7 separate regions of the Mus musculus genome follow, and all the other regions are linked to region 4. Evidence: chromatin contacts called from public Hi-C and promoter capture Hi-C data. All regions are on one chromosome and are shown on one strand. Each heading gives the region's core, a stretch centred on a gene start, on an enhancer-like site or on the middle of the called end of the contact. The rest is flanking DNA. Distances are from core to core; before and after follow the strand shown.

Region 1 (2,843 bases), core at 172-2,671, 1.5 Mb before region 4:
AGGAGAGACTGATTGTCCTGGGCTCAATTTGCCATACTCCTGAGATCACTGTGTCCTGATAGCCTCTCTCACTGGGACCGAGATCTTCACCATCTCTGAGAGCTCAAGGATGGGAGCTGCCTAAACTGACACAGGCACCTGAGCTGAGAAATTGGATCTCTTACACCGCACAAGGCAACTCCTATCTCGCCTTTTAAGATAGCACAAATGACCTTTTTTTAAGAATCAGAATTTATTATGTGATGGATATGATTGGATTGCATCTGTAGTTTTGTTATTTTTTTATTTTATTTTTGGAGAAAGGGTCTCACTATGTAGAGCTGGCCACCCTGGAACTCACTATGTAGACCAGTCTATCCTCAGATTCATGAGAAATTCATCTGCCTCCTGGTTGCTGGAATTCTGAAATTAAAGGCGTTGCGCGCACGCGCGTACACACACACATACACACACATACACACGCACGCACGCGCCCAGCAATTTTAAATTCTTGTTTAGGTTTTTTAAGACAGGGTCGCCCTACCTCAGCTTCCATACTACAGATGTGTCACCAAACACTGCTGGGGAAAGTACTCGTTTTTTTTGTTGTTGTTGTTGTTGTTGTTGTTGTTTTTCTGTAACCTTGCAAAACAAAAGGCAGGTGTGGGGAGGGGAGGGGGGAGGGAGGAGGGAGGGGGGAGAAAGGGAGAGAGAGAAAGAGGGAGAGAGAGAGAGAGAGAGGAGAGAGAGAGAGAATTTGGTCCTCTGGAGGTCCTAGCAGGAAACAGGCTTGTTCTGGGAGCCTCTTTCCTAGAAAAAAAAGCATGGGTACTGAGAACTAACTGTCATAAGGAAGCCACAGAAGTCCAGAAACAGCATCCCTAGTGACAGGGGTGGGGGTGGGGGGTGGCGTCCAGATGGAAAAGACTGGACCTGGCTCTTTGGAGCCTTACTTGGGATGTATCTTTAACTTCCCGCACCTCCCTGCCGCTCCACTCAGAACCAGCAGATGGGAAACAGCCCAATTTCCCAGCTATCCCTCCCATCCCTGCCTACCCGCGGGAGAAGAGGCAACCTTGTCTCTCGCAGCATCCTCCAGGCCCAGACATTCGTCTCTGTCCATTTCAAGGCGCCAGAGTCTGTGCCGTATATACCCAAGTATTTGCCCATTGTAGGGGTTGGAGTAGCCATCCGGCCTCTTCTTCTGTGTTTGTATTCAAGAGTCTTGGGGAAATCTGTTTTTAGTGTTGAGACAAATAGCCTGACTTAGTACTAGCACAAAAGGTGGACTTGAGATTTGTTTTGGAGTAAGTAGGAGGAAATGTGAGGGAGGGGGTGGGGCGCTAGGGCGCGGCTCCTCTAAGGATTACGGCGGAGGCGGTGGACCGCGGCTCCGCTCACAGAGGTTGCAGCCATTGCACTGAAGAGCATCCCACATTCAACAGGAGGAACCCGCGGGAGAGCAGACCCGACCCCTTCACAACCGCAGCCTGTGCGCCCCGCGGCCCCTCGAGCGCCATGGCTAAGGAAGGCGTAGAGAAAGCGGAGGAGACCGAACAAATGATTGAGAAGGAGACCAGCAAGGAACCTGCTGAGGGCGGCGACGGCTCCCACCGCCTCGGGGATGCCCAGGAGATGCGCGCTGTGGTGCTGGCCGGCTTCGGCGGACTCAACAAGCTGAGGCTCTCTAGAAAGGCCATGCCGGAGCCACAGGACGGCGAGCTCAAGATCCGCGTCAAAGCCTGGTCCAGTATCCACGACTTTTTGGTTTTTCTCTCTTTCCGCGCTGGGCGCACCGGCAGTGGGTGGGAGAGCCTAGATTGGGGATGCTGCCCCAGGTACCCAGCACCCACAGTCAGCGAGCACCCTCTCTGCATTCACACTTGGCTCTCAGAACCTCCCGGGTAGCCCAAGCCACTGGAGCCTGGGGAGGATGCTCAGAGGTGGTCCTTCTCCCCACACCAGATGTAGGGTGACAGGAAGGATAGTGGTGCCTAGGACTTGAGGTCTGGAAAATTGCCTTGTGCCCCTCTTGTAGGACAACTCAGCTCCTAACACTGGGAGGGACGTAAGGGTGGGACTTGATCGTTAGCATGGTTAAAAAAAATAACAATCGCCGTGTATATACACGTAGTTCCTGGTGCTAGTTTGTTTTCTTTCTTTCTTTCTTTCTTTCTTTCTTTCTTTCTTTCTTTCTTTCTTTCTTTCTTTCTGGAGTTTTACATATACGATCCCGTTTAATACTTCCTGAGACCCAGTAAGTCAGGTGCCCAGCTTTAGAGGTGAGAAAAACAGTGGATGGGGGAAAATAAATGATCTGCCAAGATCGCTGAGCTGCCAGTAAGTGGTGTGGCTGCCACTTGACACTTGATCTCCCTTTTCACCTCTCTGCGTCCAAATGGGGCTGAAGGCAGGGTGCATGCCCTTGTGTATCTCCTTCCCAGTACTTACTGTGAGAGAAGGAACTGAGAATCAAGAGGGTTAAATCCTCGGCCTCTAAGCTGGGTGAAAGGTGAGACCAGGGATGCAGCCTTCTCTCCCCCACTGCATCTTCTGCTTTCCTCCTGGCTGGGAAAGCCCCATCCTATTCCTTAGGAACGAACTCCTGTGGTGGCCGCAGAAGGAGCCCACACTCTAAGAGGTCCGCTATTCTCCTGGGGAAACTTGCCAGTGCCTAGAACAGCAGAGATTTCCCCAGTAGTGTGTAAGTGAGAAAGCTTGTCTCTGCCTGGGGAGGCACTGCACTCCCATGTCCCTGAAGTCTAGTGGGGTGCAGACTGATAGAGCTGCTCGCTGGACCCCGCATTCTACAGTAACTGTGAATCTTACAAGGGTTGGCTGGATCTCCTAAGCCCCTGGCGTTT
Region 2 (2,872 bases), core at 132-2,631, 1.6 Mb before region 4:
ATTCAGTTTTTGACTCATTCTTATATATTACTTAATTTTACATTCAATTTCTTTGAATTTTAAGAGAAGAAAAGAAAAATAAAAAAGAAGTAGAAGACATGAATTGGGGAGGCAGATGTGGTTGGGGGTTCTGGGAGGAAAATGGAGGGGTATGGAAGGTGGGTGTTATTGTAATCACTTACAATAGATACATTGTACTCATGTGTGACATTAGGGAAGGATATATGAATTGTAAAGCCCATCATTAAGTTTGTGTGTCAGACACTATGCCAGTCTTTGGAGAAGCCTGCCTTGCTCCCCTCTCCCCCCCCCCCCCCAGTCTCAGTTCCGGCCAGCCTCCCCGCTCAGCTCACACTCTCTCTCAGCTCTGTGTGAGGTGATGGAGCTCTCCCATTGCTAGGCAGTTCATCCCTGAAAACAGGTGCAGGTGTCAGACAGCAGCATCTACCTACACTGGGGACCTGCCACCCTCCTGGGACTTAGTAGGTGTGTGCTTCTGGGCAGTCTGCATTGCAGCAGGACACTGGAGACATTGATACTGGGGTGGGGGTGGAGGTGTGGAGAGCTACATGTTAGACACTCTCTTTTGGCCAGGAGTGAGGAGCTCGGCCTGGTTTTCCAAGCCCCCAACTCTCCACCCAGCCTCCTTTTCCCCTCCCAGCCTCTGAGCCTACCTACCTGAGTTTCATTCCTGGAACTCACAGGGTGGAAGGAGAGAACTGGCTCCTGAAAGTTGTCCTCTGATCTTCATACATATTCTGTAGCACACACACACACACACACACACACACACACACACACACACACACGCACGCACACACGCGCGCGCACACACACACACACACACACACACACACACACACGCGCGCACACACACACACACACACACACACACACTAGTAAATAAAATGTTTTGTTTTTGGTTTTTGGTTTTCGTTTTTGTTTGGTTTTTCAAGACACGGTGTTTCTCTATGTAACAGTCCTGGCTGTCCCAGAACTCACTTTGTAGACCAGGCTGCCCTGGAACTCAAGAGTAATCTGCCTGCCCCTACCTCCCAAGTGCTGGGATTAAAGGCATGTACCACCATGCCCGGCAAGCGTAATTAATTTTTAATTTTTTAAAATTAAGTACTTTTTACAACTGCTTATTGCAAATTTTCTCACATGCTCCATGGTTTTGAAGAAGCCCACGCTACTAGACAGCAATCTTTTTTTTTTTTTTTTTTTTTTAGTGTATTCAACACTTTAAATCCGGTCAGCACCACCTTCGGACCTAACTCCGCCCCGAACACGCCCTACCTATAGGCCCCGCCCCTAGCACTTCGGGCGTCTTTGAAGGGCCCCGCCCTCAGCCTCTCCTCCCTGAAAAGTCCCCGCCCTCATTCCTAGCTGGGGCTACTAAGCGCATGCGCGTCAGAACTATTTGCTTCCCGAAGTCTCCTGCTGCTAGTAAGAGGAAGTACTGCAGGGCTGATGTCGCGACCTTGTGGACTCCCGGAGCCTGTCAGGTAAAGCTCTCCGGCTCCAAGCACCGGAGCCTGACCAAGCCGGGCTCTGATCATTGCACAGGCCCTATCTATCCACCCTGCAGTTCAGGCTCCTCAGGGCTCCCCTCCAGCCGGAACTTTGCTCTTCTGCTCCTGGGGACAGAGTTGGGGTTTTCACCTAACAAGATTCACACACGCGCAGGCGTGTCCTCATCTCCCAGGGTCACAGCGTTTCCCTTTTGCCAATCCGAGTCACTCTTCAGGAACCCCCACAGCGGAACCTCAGAACCCCAACATGGCCAGACAGTTATGCATCAGCCAAACAGAGTTCAAGTTCCTGGGTGGCTTCTTCCACCCATAACCGAGGTTCTTGCTCAAGGCATTGCTGCTCCCAGCCTGGCCTCAGTACTACAAGGCTGTTCTGAGAACTCAACACAGAATGGGCCAGCCCTGCTCCTATTTTGATGGTATTGTCTCGACACAATTAGACTTTTATTTTCCTGCTGCCTCTGGGCAGTTCTAGGGGTTGTTTAAAAGCCTTCTTCCTCTTTGGCTGGCTAATTGTCTTTTCTGGACAGAGGCCTGTGAGTATCAGCTGTACTGTGTGCCAGCTTTCATTGGCCCTTTCCAGGACATTTGATTGGTTTGCAGCCAGCTCTCTGTCACATGGATGGGATGGGGCTTGTGGGGGGGGGGGGCGGTGTTTGAGAATAAGCAAACCCCTCTAACCAAAGGCTTGTTAAGGATGCGCTAGTGATTAACACTCACAGCTCAGGGCCACCTTGTTCATGAACTGGCCACTTTACCTGCACGGCTACCCTCGAGCAAGTTACAGATGAGGACTTCTCGAGGCTCCAGGAGATGATGGGTAGCCCAGGCTGATCTCAAACTTTCGGTAGTCGTTCTGCCTCAGCTTCTCCAAGCACTAGGAGGTTGCAGGTGTGAGCTAGTTACCGCACCCGGCTCCACCCAGCTTTTGAGATGGAATGAGTTCTGGCTGACCTAAACATCTGGTTTTGCACAGTCATACTGCGGAATAGTGAGAACTAATGTTACACTTTCTACAGCCACTGTGACAAAGTCCTACCAACTGGATGACTTGAGGAATAGCAATTAGCCTCTCTTGGGTCTGAAGGACCCATAATCAGGTCTGAAGTCCATAATCAAGGTATTAGCAGGCACACAATCAGAAGTCTCTGGGGATGTTCCATTGCCCCTTCCAGCTTCTGGTAACTTTCGATCATCCTTGGCTTATAGCAGCAGATTTTGGGTCCCCATTCCCATCTGTCTGTCTGTCTGTCTGTCTCTCTGTGTGTGTGTGTGTGTGTGTGTGTGTGTGTGTGTGTGTGTGTGTGTGTACATCTATGTCTATAGCCTCTTCCTTC
Region 3 (3,004 bases), core at 383-2,882, 1.2 Mb after region 4:
ATATCAGGCTGCAGGCAAGGGTATTTTCAGGCTGAAGGGTATTTTCTTAATTAGTGATTGATGAGAGAGATGGTCCCATCCCTGGGCTGGTGATCCTGGGTTCTATAAGAAAGCAGGCTGAGCAAGCCAGTAAGCAGCGCCCCTCCATGGCCTCTGCATCAGTTCCTGTCTCCGGATCCCTACCCTGTTTGAGTTCCTGTCCTGACTTCCTCCAGTGATGGGCTACAATCTGGAAGTCTAAGCCAAATAAACCCTTTCCTCCCCCAACTTGCTTTTTGGTCACGGTGTTTTATCACAATAGAAACCCTAACTAAGGCTTAAAGACATTTCCTCCATACATACCTTTTTAAGGGGGAGGGGGGATGGTTTGATTTTATTTGTATGAGTGCTTTGTTTGCATCTGTGTATGTATACCACATTCGTGCCTGGGAACTGGAGTTATGGATGGTTGTAAACCACCATTTGGGTGCTTGGAATCAAACCTGTCTTGTGTAAGAACATTAAGTGCTCTTAACCACAGAGCCATCCCCCTAGCCCCACTAGCTCCCTTTGACCACTCTCCCGACCAGTCAGTCACATACAAAGAAGTCATTCTGCCCACAAGGTTCATGAGTGGCTGAATGGGAACTGCCGAAGCCCTTGCACTTGCTGGGGTATTTATTCTACTTCGTAACTCTCCCTGGTACAGTTGGCAGGAATCTGGACCTGGAATCTGAACAAGAAAGCCTAGCGTCATGCTGAACAATTCTCAAAAATGCCTGCTTCAGAATTCCTGGAGTCTGAGTATGTCCCCAAGGCAAAGGGACTCTGCAGTTGAGCCCATTGGCCCTGTGATACCCAGGTCCAATGTAGTAGGTGGCATGATGACGATAGATGTCGGTTATGAAATGTGACAGACTCAACTTCCCATTCCTGATTTTGGTGTAAAGGAAGGCCCATTGGCAAAGAAATGCAGGTGACCTCTAGACGCTGAAAAAGGCAAGATCCTTGGAAGAACAAGCCCAGCTGACACCTTGCTTTCAGCCGACTAGATCCACCTCAGACTCTTCCCTCTTCAGAGATAAGAGAGAATTAGTCTGTGGGGGCTGGGCTGTAGCTCAGCTGGCAGAGTACACGTCTAAGGCACTGGGTTCAATCTTTAACGCTACCACTAGGCTTAGTAAAACCCCAGGAGTATGGAGGTAGTGGTAAGAGAATAAGGAGTTCAAGGACTCCTTGATTATATGGGGATTCTGAGGCCAGGCGGGGCCTCAAAGAATAAGATAAGTTTGTTTTGTTTTGTTTTTAGTGTGCTACCGATCAAATCCAGGGCCTTAAGCATGCTAATCAAATAGTCTACAATATAAAATTTATTCCTAATAACAATAAATCAACGGTCAAAAAAAAAAGGTTAAACCTGAAAGCATCTCTTTCTCTTCTATCCAGCTGTTGCCTGAGCTCAGGTCCCTAGGAAGTAGAAAGTGTGGGTTCATGGAACCTATCCAATTCACCTGTTCTCCCAGCACATGGGACTTCAACCTCCAACACGCGCTCGCCGCGGCCGGCGGGCGGCGCTGCGGCCACCGACCGGCCGGATGCTAATGAGCCCGGAGGCCCCGCCCCCTGCCGGAAGTGGCTGCGGCGGGGGCGGGCACTGCGAGAGGGGCCTGGCGGCCGTGCGGGAGCCATGGCGGCCACGGAGGCGGCGGCGGCCGATTCTGCGGGTCCGGCCCCGGGTGTCCCGGCCACGCCGGCGAGCACGCGGGGAGCCGCCGCCGCCTCTAGCCCGTGGAGGCCGCCCGAGTCGCGACTGCAAGGCAGCCGGCCGAGACCGGCCAGGGCTCGGGCCGCGGCCCCGGTGCCACCGGCCCGGGAGCTGATCCAGCCGACTGTGAGCGAGCTGTCCCGGGCTGTGCGCACCAATATTCTGTGCACCGTGCGCGGCTGCGGCAAGATCCTGCCCAACAGCCCTGCGCTCAACATGCACCTCGTCAAGAGCCACCGACTGCAGGTGAGCGGGCCGCGGCGGGGACGCGGGCGCGGGGTGTGCGGGGTTTGCGCCGTGCCCTGCCACCTGCGCCCGACCGACCGAGCACGGCGAGAGCGCGGGGGAGCGCGCACAACGCACCGGGCAAGCAGCTTCTCGGTGGCGTGCCCACAACACCTCGGGGAGCCTGCCTGTTTACTCAGGTTCCAAGGATGAGCGACAGGTGATGTCGCCAAGGCACCCAGATGCAACCCCGCAGGCTTTCCGCCCCTCCCACGAAACTGCCGGTGGGTCCTACCTGGTCACTCAAAAGCGGCTGCGGGTTGGGTTGGACTCTGGGCACTTGAGCTGCAAGTTTCACGAGGCTGCTGAGATCAACTCTGCGCAGGAAGGAGAGGGGAGGGAGGTTTCTCCCGTGGATCTGTAAGGAGGAGGTTCACCGGTAGCTGGTATGACGGATGTCTGACCAAGACCTCTCCGTGTTACATAAATGGGGACGGTGGCTTTCAAACCCATGGTATACTCTGGAAGCTTGGGGGAGGAAATCAGATGTTAGGGCCCCCATGCCAGACCTGTTAAGTCACAGCTGCTCAGCTTTTACAGTAGAAAGCTTCCTTTCACCGTCAGATCTCAGTGCCCCCAGTGCTCCAACTGGAAAACGCAAGTCACTGAAAGCAGTTTTGTGCGCCTTTCCCCTGGTCAGATTTGAGTCATTACTTGGAGGGTTGCAGGATCTCTCTGACCTGCAGGTGAATTCACCGTGGGCATCCCCCACCCCCACCCCTGAGAACTCCCCAACTGTAACTTTTAGGTTTTACTCTGTAGTAAGGCCAATAAGTGTAGTAAGGCCAACAAAAGGCAACAGTGATGTCAGGGAAAGGTCAGTCAGGAAATGTCAGCAGGGGCAAGCTGAGGAAGTTCTGTGTAAAGGTTTGAGCCTCGTTCCAGAACACAACTCACTACAGGCTCCAACCTGAAGCTTCCTCTTTCATCCTAAATGTTAAATTCTCTCTTTCTCTCACCATGATTTAGGGGGGT
Region 4 (2,849 bases), core at 89-2,588:
TGTGTGTGTGTGTGTGTGTGTGTGTGTGTGTGTGTGTGTGTGTGTGTCTGTTCAGGGCCAAGGGGAGCAAACTCGCCAGGGGAGGGGGCGAGGTGGTGGCCGAGCGAGCTTGGCCCTGCAACTAGCAAGCCCACTCAGGAGCGGGACCCCCACGGAGCATTTAACAAGGTGGCTAGCTGGGATCGCGTGTCACACTCACATGAAAAATTCGGGAGAGGAAGGGTTGTCGCTGCTCGAGCCGTTTTCTCGGAAGCCGTTGCTCACCAGCTTCTCGTATTTCTCCTTGTAGGCGTCCCTTTCGCGCACCAGCCTGGAGATCTCCTGCTTGAGGTGGTCTACCTGCTGCAGCAGCTGGTTCTTCTCCGACTCCAGGACGTGTCTCTGCTGCACCCTCTTGAAGCGGCAGGACTGGGCATAGCCGCGGTTTTTCAGGGTCCGCCTCTTCTGCTTCAGTCGGATCACCTCCTCCTTGCTGACCCCGCGCAGCTGCCGGTTCAGCTCGCGCACCGACATGGTCACCAACTGCTCGTCCGAGAAGCGGTCGTCGAAGTGCAGGCCGCCCGCGGCATGGTGCGGGTGCAGGGCGCCCCCCGCCCCCGCCGTGCCCCCGCCGCCGCCTCCGCCGCCGCCGCCCCCGGCGCTGGCCGGGCCACCGCCGCCCGCGCCACCCGCGCCGCTCGCAGAGGCAGACGCGCCGCCCGCGGCTCCCGGGGCGCCGGCCGTCGGATGGTGGTGGTGCCCCGCGGCGTGGTGGTGGTGGTGATGGTAGTGGGGTGCCGCGCCGCTCTGCGCGGCGGCCGCGGCGATCACGGCGGACACCACGGCGGCGGCGGGGCCCATCTCCTCGCCGCTGCCGCCCAGGGAGGCGCCGGCGCCGGCCCCCGCTGCCGCGGCCAGCTGCTGCGCTCCCCGCGCATAGCCATCGAAGCCACCCTGGAGCTGGTGGCTGTTGCTGATGAGCGCCTCGACCGCGTCCTCCGGGCTGAAGCCCAGCGCCTCCGGGTTGAGCTGCTGCGGGTAGCCGGTCATCCAGTAGTAGTCTTCCAGGTGCGCCTTCTGTTCGCTGCCCGAGCCCGGGCTGGGCGCCGAGAAGCTGGGGGACGGGGGCACCGAGCTGCAGGGCGTGCTCATGGGGGTGGAGGACAGCGAGCCCCCGGCGATGAGACGGCCGCACTGGCTGATGATGCGGTCGGTCTCCACCGGTTCCTTTTTCACTTCAAACTTCATCAGATCGAAGTCATTAACATATTCCATGGCCAGGGGACTGGTGGGCAGGTCGGAATTGTTCATTGCCAGTTCTGAAGCCATCCTCCTGCCTCCGCCGCCACCGCCGCCGCCGCTCCGCCAGATGGGCTGCAGGAGAGGGGCCAGCGGGCTGTGCTGGGTGGCCAGCGGGTGAGCCAGCTTGCCGGGCTAGGGCGCTTCTAGCTTGCGCGGCGGTGGCTGTGGCCCGAAAGCTCGAACGTGCACACACCCCCCGCCCTGCCCGCAGCCCCCCGCGCCCGCCCTCCCTCCCCCTGCTCACGCCAATGTGCTCTCTCTCTTTCTCTCTCTTGCTCTCTCGCTCTCTCTCCTCCGCTCGCCCCGGGCCCCCTCCTCGCCTGCTCGCCTCCCTGAGCTCCGATCCCGGGCGCTTCAGGCTCGGGAAGGTCCTCCGCGGCTGGCGGTGACGGTGGTGATGACAGCGGCAGAGAGGATGCCGGAGGAGCACGGCCCGGTGCGCGGCGTCCCCGGCTCGCCGCTCCGCTGCGCGCTTTGCATAAGGAGGGCTCGCCTAAGCCGGCCGGGCTGCAGGCGGGGCGCGCGCGGAGGCTGCTCCGGGGCTGTGTGGCGCGGCGGGTGGCTGTCCCGGAGGCGCCGGCCTCCACACCGGAGTGGTTAACACTTCACGCTTCTCTCCTCTTCTGCCTGGCTCTTATGGTTACTATTATTATTTTCTTTTCTCTCTCCGGATCCCTCGCGTGCGCGCGCTCTCTCTCTCTCTCTCTCTCTCTCTCACCCTCTCCCTCCGTGCAAAGTGCAAGACCGAGGTGCAGGCCGGCTGGAGGCAAGGGAGGGGGGAGTTAAGTTCTTTCTTCCCCCACTTTTTTTCTTTTGGTTTTGGTTTTTCTTTTCTTTTCTTTTTTTCTTTCTTATTATTTTTTTAAAGCAAAATTGCAAGTCCTGGGCCAAGGCAAAGCCGAGAGCAAAAGGGTTGGGGGGAGAGGCCGAGCGGACGAGCAGCCCGAGCTACAGCTCCAAGATGAAAAGAGATTTTAAAGCCTCTGATCCCAGCGAGAAGAGTTTAAAGCAATTGCTGAGTTTTATAGCACCCGTGACGTCAGGCTCAAATGGGAAATTGACTGGCACTCTCCGCCAATGGGAGGCGGCGAGAGCGGCAGCGATTAGCATAATAGTATAGAAACAAGGAAACTTTTCGGAGCTGTCAATCACAGCCCAATCAGCTGACTGTCAGCTGGGACAGGTTTGCTTAACCCTTGCGGCGCTGCTACTGGGGCGCAGCCAGGGAGCAACACCCCCCACCACCGGCCGGTGCGAAGTTTAGTGCACCAGGGGACAGAGTTTACTAAAAGGGCGGCTGGAATCCGGTAGGACCCGGGAGGATGGTTTGCTTTCCTCGGAGTTCGAGAGAGGCCTGCCCGGCTGAACCGCAGCTCTCATGCTGCAGAGATCCGCCAGAACTCCCCTGTCCCCTGCCGGTCCCGCACCCTGACAACGTGCATTTATTTGTCTTGCAGTTTTCGATCTTTGATCCATCCTCTGCATCTTTCGTGGCTGTTGATGGGGGTAGCCGAGTGCTTTCCTTCCTTGAATCTGACGCTCCAGGGGCCCAACTTGACTGAACTCTT
Region 5 (3,134 bases), core at 479-2,978, 1.4 Mb before region 4:
TGGATTGTAGTTCATTCCAGATGTAGATGGTAGACAACCAGGAATAGCCACTACAGACGCCAAAGCAGACGTCCTGGGGGAATTCATTCAGCTTCCCACCTGATCCATGGATAGAGCCCCTCTTCAATTAACCTCCCCCATCCTGTATACTCTGGCACCCCAGAGATGTCCCCCACCCCCAAAGACCATGTGCAGTTAGGGCAGGATTACATGCAGATGCTGAGAAGGGCATCTGGAATCTCAGGTGGTGGCCCAAAGCCCCCCCTTCTCTGAGGGAATGATGGTCTCTTGCAAGCAGGCACAAGCAATTCAATGAAGGCAGCGCCTGCTTTGCTCAGAGGCCAGTATTCTACAATAGGGGTGGGGGTGAAGACCTGACCTCTACAAAATAGAGGTGGTGAAAGAAAATGGCAAGGCTGGATAAGAATGGAGTATGACAAAATCGATGTAGAAAATATCAGAATAAAAGCAGTTCTTTGTGTGTGAAAGATAGTCAAAAACTGAAAATACATCTTATAAAGAAGTGATTTTTAAAAAAAAAAATATTAAAGCCAGGTGTCTTAGTCAGAGTTCTGCCACTGTGGAGAGAAACCATGACCACGGCAACTCTTATGAAGGAAAGCACTTAAATGGGGCCTGCTTACAGTTTCAGAGGTGTAGTCCATTGTGGTCATAGGAGGTAGCGTGGTGACATATAAGCAGCCGTGGTGCTAGAGAAGACCCTCAGAGTTCTACAGCCAGATCCACAGGCAGTAGGAAGAAAAAGATGCTGGGCCTAACTTGGGTCCTTGAGCCCTCAGAACCTACCTCCATTGACACACTTCCTCCAACATCTCCTAATCCTTTCAAATGGTGGCATGCCCTGGTGACCAGGTTTTAAAATCCACAAGTCGGGGGGGGGGGGCATTCCTATTCAAACCACCACACCAGGCACTCAATAATGCAAGTACAATGTCAGTTTGAGCAACACAGAACCCTGTTACACAGACACATCTCGCACACACACACACAAGAGCACTTTCCCCCAAGAACCTTTGTCTCTATACTTTCTGAAAACATAGACCATATATATATATGTATATATATATGTATATATATATGTATATATATATATATGTATATATATGTGTATATATATGTATATATATACATATATATGTGTGTGTATGTATGTGTGTGTATATATACATATATATGTATGTATATATACATATACATATACATATACATATACATATACATATACATATACGCCCTCAGAGGCAGCCGCTGGAGCCGGAGCTGGAGCTAGTTGTTAGCTACTGGATGCTGGAGTGAGGAACCAAATTCAGATGCTTTGCAAATTCAGCAAGCACTCTTCATTGCTAAGCAATCTCTCTAGGCCCCACAAACAGCTGTTAACACTGCTTAGAGTAGCTAAGGCTCGCTTCTTATTAATCTGGAGGAATTGCTGCCTGACTTCCTAACAATTCCTACCAAACTCTTGGCTGTGCGAAATTTCCCAAACCTGTTCTCTTCCTCGTGGCTCTAGAGGGCCACCAGCTCTATTATCCACCAGCCACGCTTTTACACGAAGTCTGCTCTGACCACCTATGAATCCCAGTTTAGGACCAGTGTTCAATCTGACAAGGCTCTGCCAACACATCGCCCAGTTGCTGGAAGACAGTGTCTCCTTCGACTGTACCCTTGGATTCCCTATATATTAAGGTTTGTTTGGTCTTGATACCATGGCAACATAGAACCCAGGCTAATAGATATTCCTCGGTGGTTAAAAGAAAAAATAACTGATAGGCAAGCAGAAAAGATGCAAAGGAAACCTTTTCTTTTCTTTTCTTTTCTTTTTTTTTTTTTAAGGGTTGGAACTTTCCCGTTTCCCCTTCATGTCCCTGCCAATGGTCAGGGATAATTAAAAATTAGACCTTGGAGTCACACAGATGCTGACAAGGGCAACATAAGGCTGATGAGACCATCTGTTTCCAGCACTAATGGAAACAAATGGCAATAAACCAAATTACTCAGATTTCATCTCTCCCTGACAGGCTCTTCCAAAACACAGATCACTGTGCAGAATCCTTTCCACCACTTGGGGGAATTGTCTGACTACCCAAAATGATCCTAAAGACAGGGTCTAGTTGTACACCTCAGATCTTGTCAGCTCCTCCCCTCAAGCATCCCTCACTTCCTGTCCTCACTGGACTCCGAATTTCTTCACCTGTCAACATTGCCCTCAGGAAAGTCTTCCTGATTCCCTCACCGCACCTCACTACTCCTCACAGAGCCGCCCCTGCATGCTTCAACGGTGCCCCCCACCCCCTCCAGGAAGCAAGGCGCCACCCCCACTCCCATTTCCCTGACTGAGCCACCTACTCCTCTTCAGAACTCAGGTCTGACCGTACACAGCTTCTCTTCCGGAAACGCCTCTCCACTCCTGAAACCCCAGCGCGGAACGCCACTTTTCTCCAAATTGAGTCATTTCCTCCCCTGGGCTCCCACGCCTCTTCACTCATTCTGAGAACGTAGCTCTTCCCACACTCTCTGGGAATTGACTGTCTCGTTGGCCCCCTCCCTCCTCTCCCAGCCTGTAGGCTTTTCCAGGGTATGCTGCTGTTGCAAGCATTCATCTGTGCTTGCTGCCTGGCAGAGAGCTGGTTGAAGTTTATACCTTGGCCAAGGTGGACTGGTTGACGGAAAAGGCACATCTTTCTCTGGGGAGATGGGAATAACACATCTCTAAGCCTTGGCTGTGTAAGGAGCCCAAATCCTTTATAACATCATCATCACAATCTGACAGCGTGGATAAGAACTTGGGTACTCAAGTCCTTGTTATAGTCGTTGCTTGGGAAGAATGACCGAAGCTCACATTTTATAAACCTTTTGGAATGTTTAAATCACATTCAAAAGCATCAGTAATGGAATATTGATACCCTTGTTCCCACAGTGATGAACACTTATGCCTCCTTCCTTTACAGTCCCTAGTAGTTAAGATAAGTCTCAGGTATTGATATTAATCTGTATGCATATATTTATTATTATTATTATTATTATTATTAATTATCACGTGTGTGTAAAAGAGAAAAAGTGAGAGAAAGAGGGAAGAAAGGAGAGGAGAGGGAGGGAAGGAGAGAAAGGAAGAG
Region 6 (3,250 bases), core at 542-3,041, 1.0 Mb after region 4:
ATAAAGAAGAGGGCAACTTATATCATTTTTTAAAAACGTGGGCCCCACCTGAGCCTGATGGCTTGTCACCCATCACCGGGCCCCACCAAGCTCAGAATCACCCAGAAAGCTCTGGATACATAGGAAGCTGAGATGCCTACCTGCCTGTCCTCCACTCTCCACTCACACCAGTCAGTAAACCTTCTTCCTGAGAAGCCTGGGCTTCCAGGAAGACCCCGGGAACAAAGCTTACAGTTGATGAACTACGACTGCAGTCTCTTAACCCAAAATGCTAACTCGACCTGTTCCACGACTGCATGGAAATTTAGACAACCTTCGGAATGACAGCCAACCGTAGTGGCTGGTTCATACTGGAGGAAAGGGGTGGGAAACTCAACCTGACCCGTGTGACACTGGTTTCTTGCAGTATCTGCAGGCCTCCTGGGAGAAGGTGGCCAGGCCCTTTGGCTTCTTTATTCAGACCCTTTTCGTGAGAACAAACACCTCTTGAAGGGCATACTCCCCCTGGGATCAGTGGTGGCTTCTTATTTGTCCAGGAGTCCAAATCCCACTCAAGAACTGTTGTGGTCCCGAGGCCAGCTAAGCCCTCTCTCCCCAGGGACCGTGGGTATTTCTTGTCCAAAAGATGACAGATGGACGCCTTCTTTCAACATTTTGAACCGATTTCAAAATATCCAGTGCCCACTACTACCTGTGTGACCTTAGAGACAAGTATGACCCCCTTAGTGTGCCAGTGGAGTTCTGGGAACTGGATTCACACCCATGTCCTCTGACAAGTCTGACCACCCACATACAAGTTTCAGGCCAGCTTCCCTTCCACCTGGAGGGTCCCTCTGCAGCCCCTCTTTCACCCTAGGAAGCATGACACCAGCAGAGGCGACCAACCCCCAAGCCCTTGCCAGGAGAGCTTCAGAGTCCAGAGAAGGGGGACACTAGGCAGCAGGTGGGGGGAGGGGGCAGGCACTCAGTGGCCCCTGTGGAACTGCAAGAGTGGTGTCCCCAGGGCACCCCCTCCCCCGTGCCCCAACACTCTTGTCCTTTTCATTCCCCTTCCTAGGAACCTGGCTCCGCTTTGATCACCCACCCAACCCACACCCGCGCACCCCCGGGGGCTCAAGACCCCTAAATTGGGCCGTCCGCAGCGCGGGCCCCCCCGCATTCCCTCGCACGCCCGGCGACTTTTTTTTTCTTTTTCCTTAATTTTTTTTTTAACCTGTACTTTTTTTTTCCACACTCGGGGCGGCTCGTCGGGGCTGAGCAAGCACCTCCCCGGGACCGCTACCTTCCCTCCCTCCGCCCCGGCTCCGCCCGGCTTCCTCCTTCCCCTCTCCAAGGCCGCAAAGTAGATGGAGTAAGAGAGTGTGTGCGCGAGAGAAAGAGAAAGAGGGAGCGGGCGCCGCGGGAGGCGGCGGCGGGAGGCGCGCCCGGCCCCCGCCACCCTCCGGTCCCCGCCGCCACCCTCGGGTCCGCCGCCACCCTCGAGTCCCCCAGCCGCCCTCCAATCCCCGGCGCCACCACCCGCGGGCTCAGGACTACGCTCACACCAGCTCGGCCAGGCCCGGTTCCCCGGCGCCGCCCGCGCCCCGGCTTCTCCGTACCTCGTAAAGGTCCCCAGAAGCCATGCCAGGCTGCGGAACTTGGCTCGCCGGGTGTGCGCGTCTTGCTCGCTCGCGCGCTCCCGTGCGTGTGCGCGCGGGGGGCCCGGGTTGCGCGCGCGCGTGAGCGCGTGTGTGCGTGCGTGTGTATAAGTGTGTGGTGTATGTGTGTGTGTTTGCGTGCGCGCGCGCGCGCGTGTCTGTGTGTGAGTGTGTGTGAGAGTGTGTGCGCGCGAGTGTGTGCGGCGTGTTGAGTAAACTGTGTTTTTGCAGAATGACAGGCTTGGGGGCCGCCTGTGCGCAGAATCGGAGCGGGCGGCGGCGGGGCTGGCGTAACCGGCGGCGGCCGCGGCAATCGCGGCGACACGCGAGCGCGGGCAGGGGCGACCGACGGCTGCGCAGCGCGCCCTGAGCCTCGGACGCGGCCCCCTGAGCGCCCGGGCCCCCGTGTCCCGAGGCCGGTGACTGTAGCGCTCGGCTCGCCCCGGCGCCGCCTGCAGGAAGCCGCCCCGCGCCCGCCGCCCGCCCGGACGCTGCTGCCACTGGGCGAGTCCCCGCCTCCCGGGAGCCCGGCCCGGCCCCCGGGGCGGAGGGGGCGGCGGCCACCGAGGGCCGAGCCCGGGTACCGCTCCCGAGCCCGGCCGCGCGCGCAGCCGCGAGGCCCCCAGAGTACCCGGCCAGGTGCCCACCCGGAATGACCTGCCCGGGCTGCGAAGGGGCGGCCAAGAGGCAGGTATCAACCTGCAGGTCTCAGGCAAGGGAGCCCCTCTTCAGTCCTGCTTCTAGCTCCAGAGTACCCCACTCTTCTCCTTCCCGGGGAGGGGACTGGGCACGTTCTTAGGAAAACTGGCCCCTCGGAGCTGAGGGGCCCCCTTGCTTCCAGGATGAGTTTTCAAGGAGAGGAGAGAGGAAGTGGCTGGTCCACAGGCTCCAAGGAGAGCCAGGACAGTGGCAGTCACCACTAAACCCTGCGAAGTGTTTTAGAGCCAGACATGGCCTCCCCTGGAAGCTCTCTTGCCTCACTATCCAATCAGTTAATCAACAAACATTTCCCAAAGTCCACCCAACTACAAGTGTCTGCAGCCACCAGTGAGACCCTGCCCACACTGGACTTTGAATCCCAGAGGGAAGAGGAGATGCGCATTAGGGAAGAGAGGAAGGGTTCCTTCAATGTCTCAACAGGAGTTCCCTCTACTGCTGGGCTACAGAGGTAGAGTTACCTCTTTCTAAAAAGTTATCTCCTCCTAAAAGCATCCTGTATGTATGGTCACCTTTGTACCTAAAGGCTTCTCTTTTTAAAATAGTACAACTCTCTCAGAATCCCGGGGTGAGTGTTCTGACATTGGAGAAGGACACAAGGGACTCAGGCTCCAAATGTCTGTCCACCTCGTCATTTTTTTTTCAATTTTTTTACATTCAAATATGTAATGAATATGAACCATATCCTCCTTTGGTCGTTTGCTGTTTGCAGCACGGTGGGCAGATCACCTGCTCTCCTTTCCAAATGGGTGGCCATATACAAGCAGCACCGTGGAGGATCCAGGTACCCGTGGTGATGTGGCCTGTCCATCCCCCAGGGAACTCAGTAAAGCTAAGTTGTATCTTAATCTAACCCCTGGCCTCTCCTGCTGCAGAGGGGCACGACAAGGACTTAT
Region 7 (3,291 bases), core at 444-2,943, 1.1 Mb before region 4:
TTTTTTTTTTTTTTTTTTAGATACTGCTCGCTTAGACACCCAGAGAGTTTAGGTGATTCAAGATTTCATCTCTCAAACAAACAACCACCAACCAACACAAAAAACACTAAAACCAAAAGAAAACAAAACATGAATCCTCATATTTGCCACATGTATACTATGTACCCATTAATAAAATAATAATGAAGTCTTATCAAAAGTCATTTGCAGGTGCTGGAGGGAGACATCAGAAGGTAAAAATGTTTGCCGTACAAGCGTTAAGACGTGAGTTCGATCCCAGAACTCACATAAAAAGTTCTGGGGGAGAGATGGCATGCGTTTGTAATTCCAGAGCTGGAGAGCTGGAAATGGAAAAATCCCTTGGGCTCCCCACTCAGGCAAGTCTAGCCTCACTAGTGAGCTCCTGGCCAGTGAGAAATCCTATATTAACAGAGGCAGATGGATTCCTGAGGATGACGCAGGACATTGTCCCTTACCTCTCCCCACACACGAGTGAGTACACAAGTGTTCTCGCGTGCACTGGACCAGACACTCACATTTGTAGTAAAACAAAAGACAAGGCCCTCCACATGGTTTCCTGGCACACGTTTAAATGTGGGAGTCACTGTAGAGAAAAGTCAGCCTGTAACTTGAGTTACTAAGCTTTGCTCTAATATGTTTTTTTTCCTTCATTGGTTGCAAATGCGATCCAGTCCTCAGTCTTACAAACACGTATAATTCTGTTGAAGTTAGTATTCTGCTTATTTTCTCAAGGTGGTGTTTATTGGAATTTTAAACCCAGCCTCCTGGGCTAACTCTTTAAAGAGTGTGGAATTAACCCTCCTGAGTGAAGAATGCTGGGAAGACAAGGTCACAACTGTCCACCCCGGCTGGGGGTTCCACAGAAAGGGGACAGGTTTGGAGAGAGACAAAGGACCACTGCTCCTGCTGGCCTACAGACCCCAGCCCGGGGCCCATCAGTCCTCCACGAGGGAAGGACTGTTACCTCAGTGACATATTAACGGTCACTCTTTGAAGTGGATCTGACTGCCCCAGTTCACAGTCTAAATACCACGGGGAAAGGGTCACATTCACGCTGTGTCCGCACCTTGCGTTAGTAGGTGAGGACAGTCCTAACACACTCCAGGACACCTGTTTTGATGGGGCAGCCCTAAAACCGTAATCTGCCCAGATGTGCAGCAGTCTCCAGGCGTAACTAGCTGAGGACGGGGTGTCCTGCTTACTTTAAGAGCTCCCTCCATTGCCTGCTTTGTCAGGGCTGTCCTGTTCCTCACCCCACTGAGTCCTTTAAGATCAGTGTTTTCAAATCAAAGAAGCTTTTCTGTCTCCCAGGATAGTGTCTTGTAAAGCCAATCTCTTTATTACTTCCCCAGTTTAAGCCTTTATTACTTGCGATCCAAAGCCTGCTAGTGAATTATGCATTTCAGAGCTCCGGGTATCTTCTCAGCCCACTCTTCCTCTACCTTTTGGGGGGTCCAAAATAAAAACACAAACCCACCTCACGGTGAGCTTGAGGTGGGCGCCTTTCCATCCACAGCATTAATCCTTTTTTTTTTTTAAATCTGCTAACGGAAATATTTCCATTCCTCTCATTAATCAATTGAGATTTTCATTCCCTTGTTTTGTAAAAGCTGTTACAATAAATACTTTTTTTTTTTCACAAGGCGAAAATCCAAGAGATGGATGCAGCCAGCGTAATTAATTGCACCCGGTTACAGGAGATCAGCAAGTTTGTGAGATTCGCATGCTGCTCTGCCATATGGTTGCCCAGTAGGCGAAAAATTTGATTAATGTTTTGAAGTGGATTTTTTTCAGCAAATATTACGGCCCCAGATGAGGTGTTTTCCCCCCTCCTTCTCACTTTCTAGTATTGTTAGACTTAGCGGAAGGAACCGATCCTCTGATTTAAAAGCGTAATAACATTGTGATTCACCGAAACCTTAACAGGCAATCAAACTGACAGTCCTTCTGTCTCTCGTGAATACAGAAAAATAGTCCATTATGTCTTTGTTTGGTAATTAAGTGAAATGTGAGCATTGCCTTCTAGAACTTGATTCTTCCCCCAAATGAAATAATACACGCATTTCCGGCATGATTTATAAGTTGCGTATTTGCAAGGACTTTTAAAACTAAAAGCAAACAACAGAAGATAATAAAAAATAAAAATAGACCAGGGAAAAATGCCACCAATGAAACCATCCTGTTATTATTCGGTAGCTATCAAAGGAAAGCCAAATTTACCTGCAGTTGGCTGCCCTAAAGTATGTTACTTTCATGAGCGCTTCTGTTCTTATTTACTTATTTATTTATTTTTATTATGTTTGAAACTAGGACGGCCACGTATATCACTGGTCCATTTCACTACCAGGTTCCTGAACTCCATCACTTCCACATGGGGGTCATGCTCTGAGTTTTCTCCTGAGTGAGAACAAGGATTGATCCTTTATAATGCAATAGGACAGGATGTGGCCATCTGACTTTGGCATCCATTCAAAAAGGAGAAGGAGGAAGAGGAGGGAGGAGGAGAAGGAGGAAGAAGAAAAGAAAGAAAGGAAGAAAGAAAGAAGAAAGAAAAAGAATAGAGAGAAAGAAAGAGAGAGAAAGTGAGAGAAAAACATGCAATTTTAAAAACTATGTGGACTGGCTGGGAGTTCTTTAAATAAAATCAAACATGTCTCCACATGTTTGAGTGAGACTTGATGTCCCAGACTTCTCTGCTGGGGTTGTCAACGTTTCTCCTCTTCAAGGGTTTTCCTTTGCTTCTTGAAACAGTGTCTTACTCTGCATCCCCTGCTTACTTGAACTCACAGCAATTCCCCTGCTTCAGCCTCCAGAGCGCTGTGATCACAGGTGTCTTTAACTGGTTAAGCCCTGACTGTTGAGCTACCATCCAGCCTAAAGTCCCTGCCAGGGTCAGAGTCTGGATCTCTGACCTCTGACCAGGTGTGAGCCCATTTCTGAGTCTTTGAAGTCAAGCAGAAGTCTCCATCTTCTGTATCCACAAAGCACTGTAACTCCTTCTATCCCTCTGCCCTTTAGAGAGGCTGTTCACAGGGCACCTCTGTTGGACACAGTAGCAGTCTGCTGTCCCCCTGCAGGCATCCCTGGGCTCTTCACTCAGATGACCGTTTTTCCATTTAGTAACAGTAGCAATTTAAAGACTCTGAAGGTGCCTCCCTTCTCATGGCCTGCCAAGACACCGGAGCAGTCACAGGGGCAAGGACAGGACCACTTAAAATCCCCCCACAACACCCAGCTTTTGAAACTAGCTGAATCAAACCTTCAGGCAAA

The links. Promoter capture Hi-C pulls out the DNA fragments that hold promoters and counts their contacts. Hi-C and Micro-C count contacts between places; a contact is called where the count stands out from the background.
Region 1: a contact with region 4 is called in a promoter capture Hi-C map of embryonic stem cells, with 5 times the contacts expected there. The contact joins the promoter of Vat1l here to the promoter of Maf in region 4. A contact is called at or near these places in 2 of 39 promoter capture datasets (embryonic stem cells and stem cell-derived epiblast-like cells) and 1 of 9 other capture datasets (embryonic stem cells).
Region 2: a contact with region 4 is called in a promoter capture Hi-C map of pre-B cells, with 3 times the contacts expected there. The contact joins the promoter of Nudt7 here to the promoter of Maf in region 4. A contact is called at or near these places in 2 of 39 promoter capture datasets (liver and pre-B cells) and 1 of 484 Hi-C or Micro-C datasets (CD4 T cells).
Region 3: a contact with region 4 is called in a promoter capture Hi-C map of pre-B cells, with 2.5 times the contacts expected there. The contact joins the promoter of Atmin here to the promoter of Maf in region 4. A contact is called at or near these places in 2 of 39 promoter capture datasets (the 3T3-L1 cell line and pre-B cells) and 1 of 484 Hi-C or Micro-C datasets (embryonic stem cells).
Region 5: a promoter capture Hi-C map of hippocampal neurons shows a contact between it and region 4, with 2.9 times the contacts expected there. The contact joins the promoter of 4933408N05Rik here to the promoter of Maf in region 4. A contact is called at or near these places in 1 of 39 promoter capture datasets (hippocampal neurons) and 1 of 9 other capture datasets (embryonic stem cells).
Region 6: a promoter capture Hi-C map of liver shows a contact between it and region 4, with 4 times the contacts expected there. The contact joins the promoter of Cdyl2 here to the promoter of Maf in region 4. A contact is called at or near these places in 4 of 39 promoter capture datasets (embryonic stem cells, hippocampal neurons, liver and 1 more) and 3 of 484 Hi-C or Micro-C datasets (CD4 T cells, embryonic stem cells and pre-B cells).
Region 7: a Hi-C map of cerebellum shows a contact between it and region 4, with 2.0 times the contacts expected there. The contact joins the enhancer-like site here to the promoter of Maf in region 4. A contact is called at or near these places in 7 of 39 promoter capture datasets (cranial neural crest, embryonic stem cells, frontonasal cranial neural crest and 4 more), 5 of 484 Hi-C or Micro-C datasets (cerebellar granule neurons, cerebellum and uterus), 14 of 115 datasets of contacts at active chromatin or transcription factors (VIP interneurons, astrocytes, bone marrow-derived macrophages and 10 more) and 2 of 9 other capture datasets (adipose tissue and embryonic stem cells).

The regions. Positions count from the first base shown.
Region 1 is chr8:114,204,219-114,207,061 of GRCm38.p6, forward strand. Vat1l (vesicle amine transport protein 1 like) reads left to right here and starts at 1,422. Exons shown (of 9, transcript NM_173016.3): 1 at 1,422-1,724. The coding sequence starts at 1,498. It overlaps Gm30272 (a long non-coding RNA gene), which reads right to left and starts at 1,416. Exons shown (of 3, transcript XR_388052.4): 1 at 1,036-1,416; 2 at 524-621.
Region 2 is chr8:114,132,193-114,135,064 of GRCm38.p6, forward strand. Nudt7 (nudix (nucleoside diphosphate linked moiety X)-type motif 7) reads left to right here and starts at 1,382. Exons shown (of 4, transcript NM_024437.4): 1 at 1,382-1,508. The coding sequence starts at 1,474.
Region 3 is chr8:116,941,761-116,944,764 of GRCm38.p6, forward strand. Atmin (ATM interactor) reads left to right here and starts at 1,633. Exons shown (of 4, transcript NM_177700.4): 1 at 1,633-1,990. The coding sequence starts at 1,667. It also overlaps a transcript of Cmc2 not described here.
Region 4 is chr8:115,705,556-115,708,404 of GRCm38.p6, forward strand. Maf (avian musculoaponeurotic fibrosarcoma oncogene homolog) reads right to left here and starts at 1,339. Exons shown (of 1, transcript NM_001025577.2): 1 at 1-1,339. The coding sequence starts at 1,308. The coding sequence ends at 196.
Region 5 is chr8:114,349,750-114,352,883 of GRCm38.p6, forward strand. 4933408N05Rik (RIKEN cDNA 4933408N05 gene) reads right to left here and starts at 1,729. Exons shown (of 3, transcript NR_045831.2): 1 at 645-1,729. The region is part of intron 7 of Vat1l (vesicle amine transport protein 1 like); the gene reads left to right.
Region 6 is chr8:116,731,200-116,734,449 of GRCm38.p6, forward strand. Cdyl2 (chromodomain protein, Y chromosome-like 2) reads right to left here and starts at 1,792. Exons shown (of 7, transcript NM_029441.3): 1 at 1,599-1,792. The coding sequence starts at 1,622.
Region 7 is chr8:114,598,633-114,601,923 of GRCm38.p6, forward strand. All of the region lies in intron 5 of Wwox (WW domain-containing oxidoreductase), which reads left to right. Among named protein-coding and RNA genes, the nearest start is that of Gm16116, 3.6 kb to the left of the region's middle. Within about 2 kb of position 1,694, at least 5 of the 459 cell types and tissues checked have an H3K27ac peak or open chromatin away from gene starts, as enhancers often do. A contact at or near this core is called in cerebellar granule neurons and cerebellum, where this site is marked.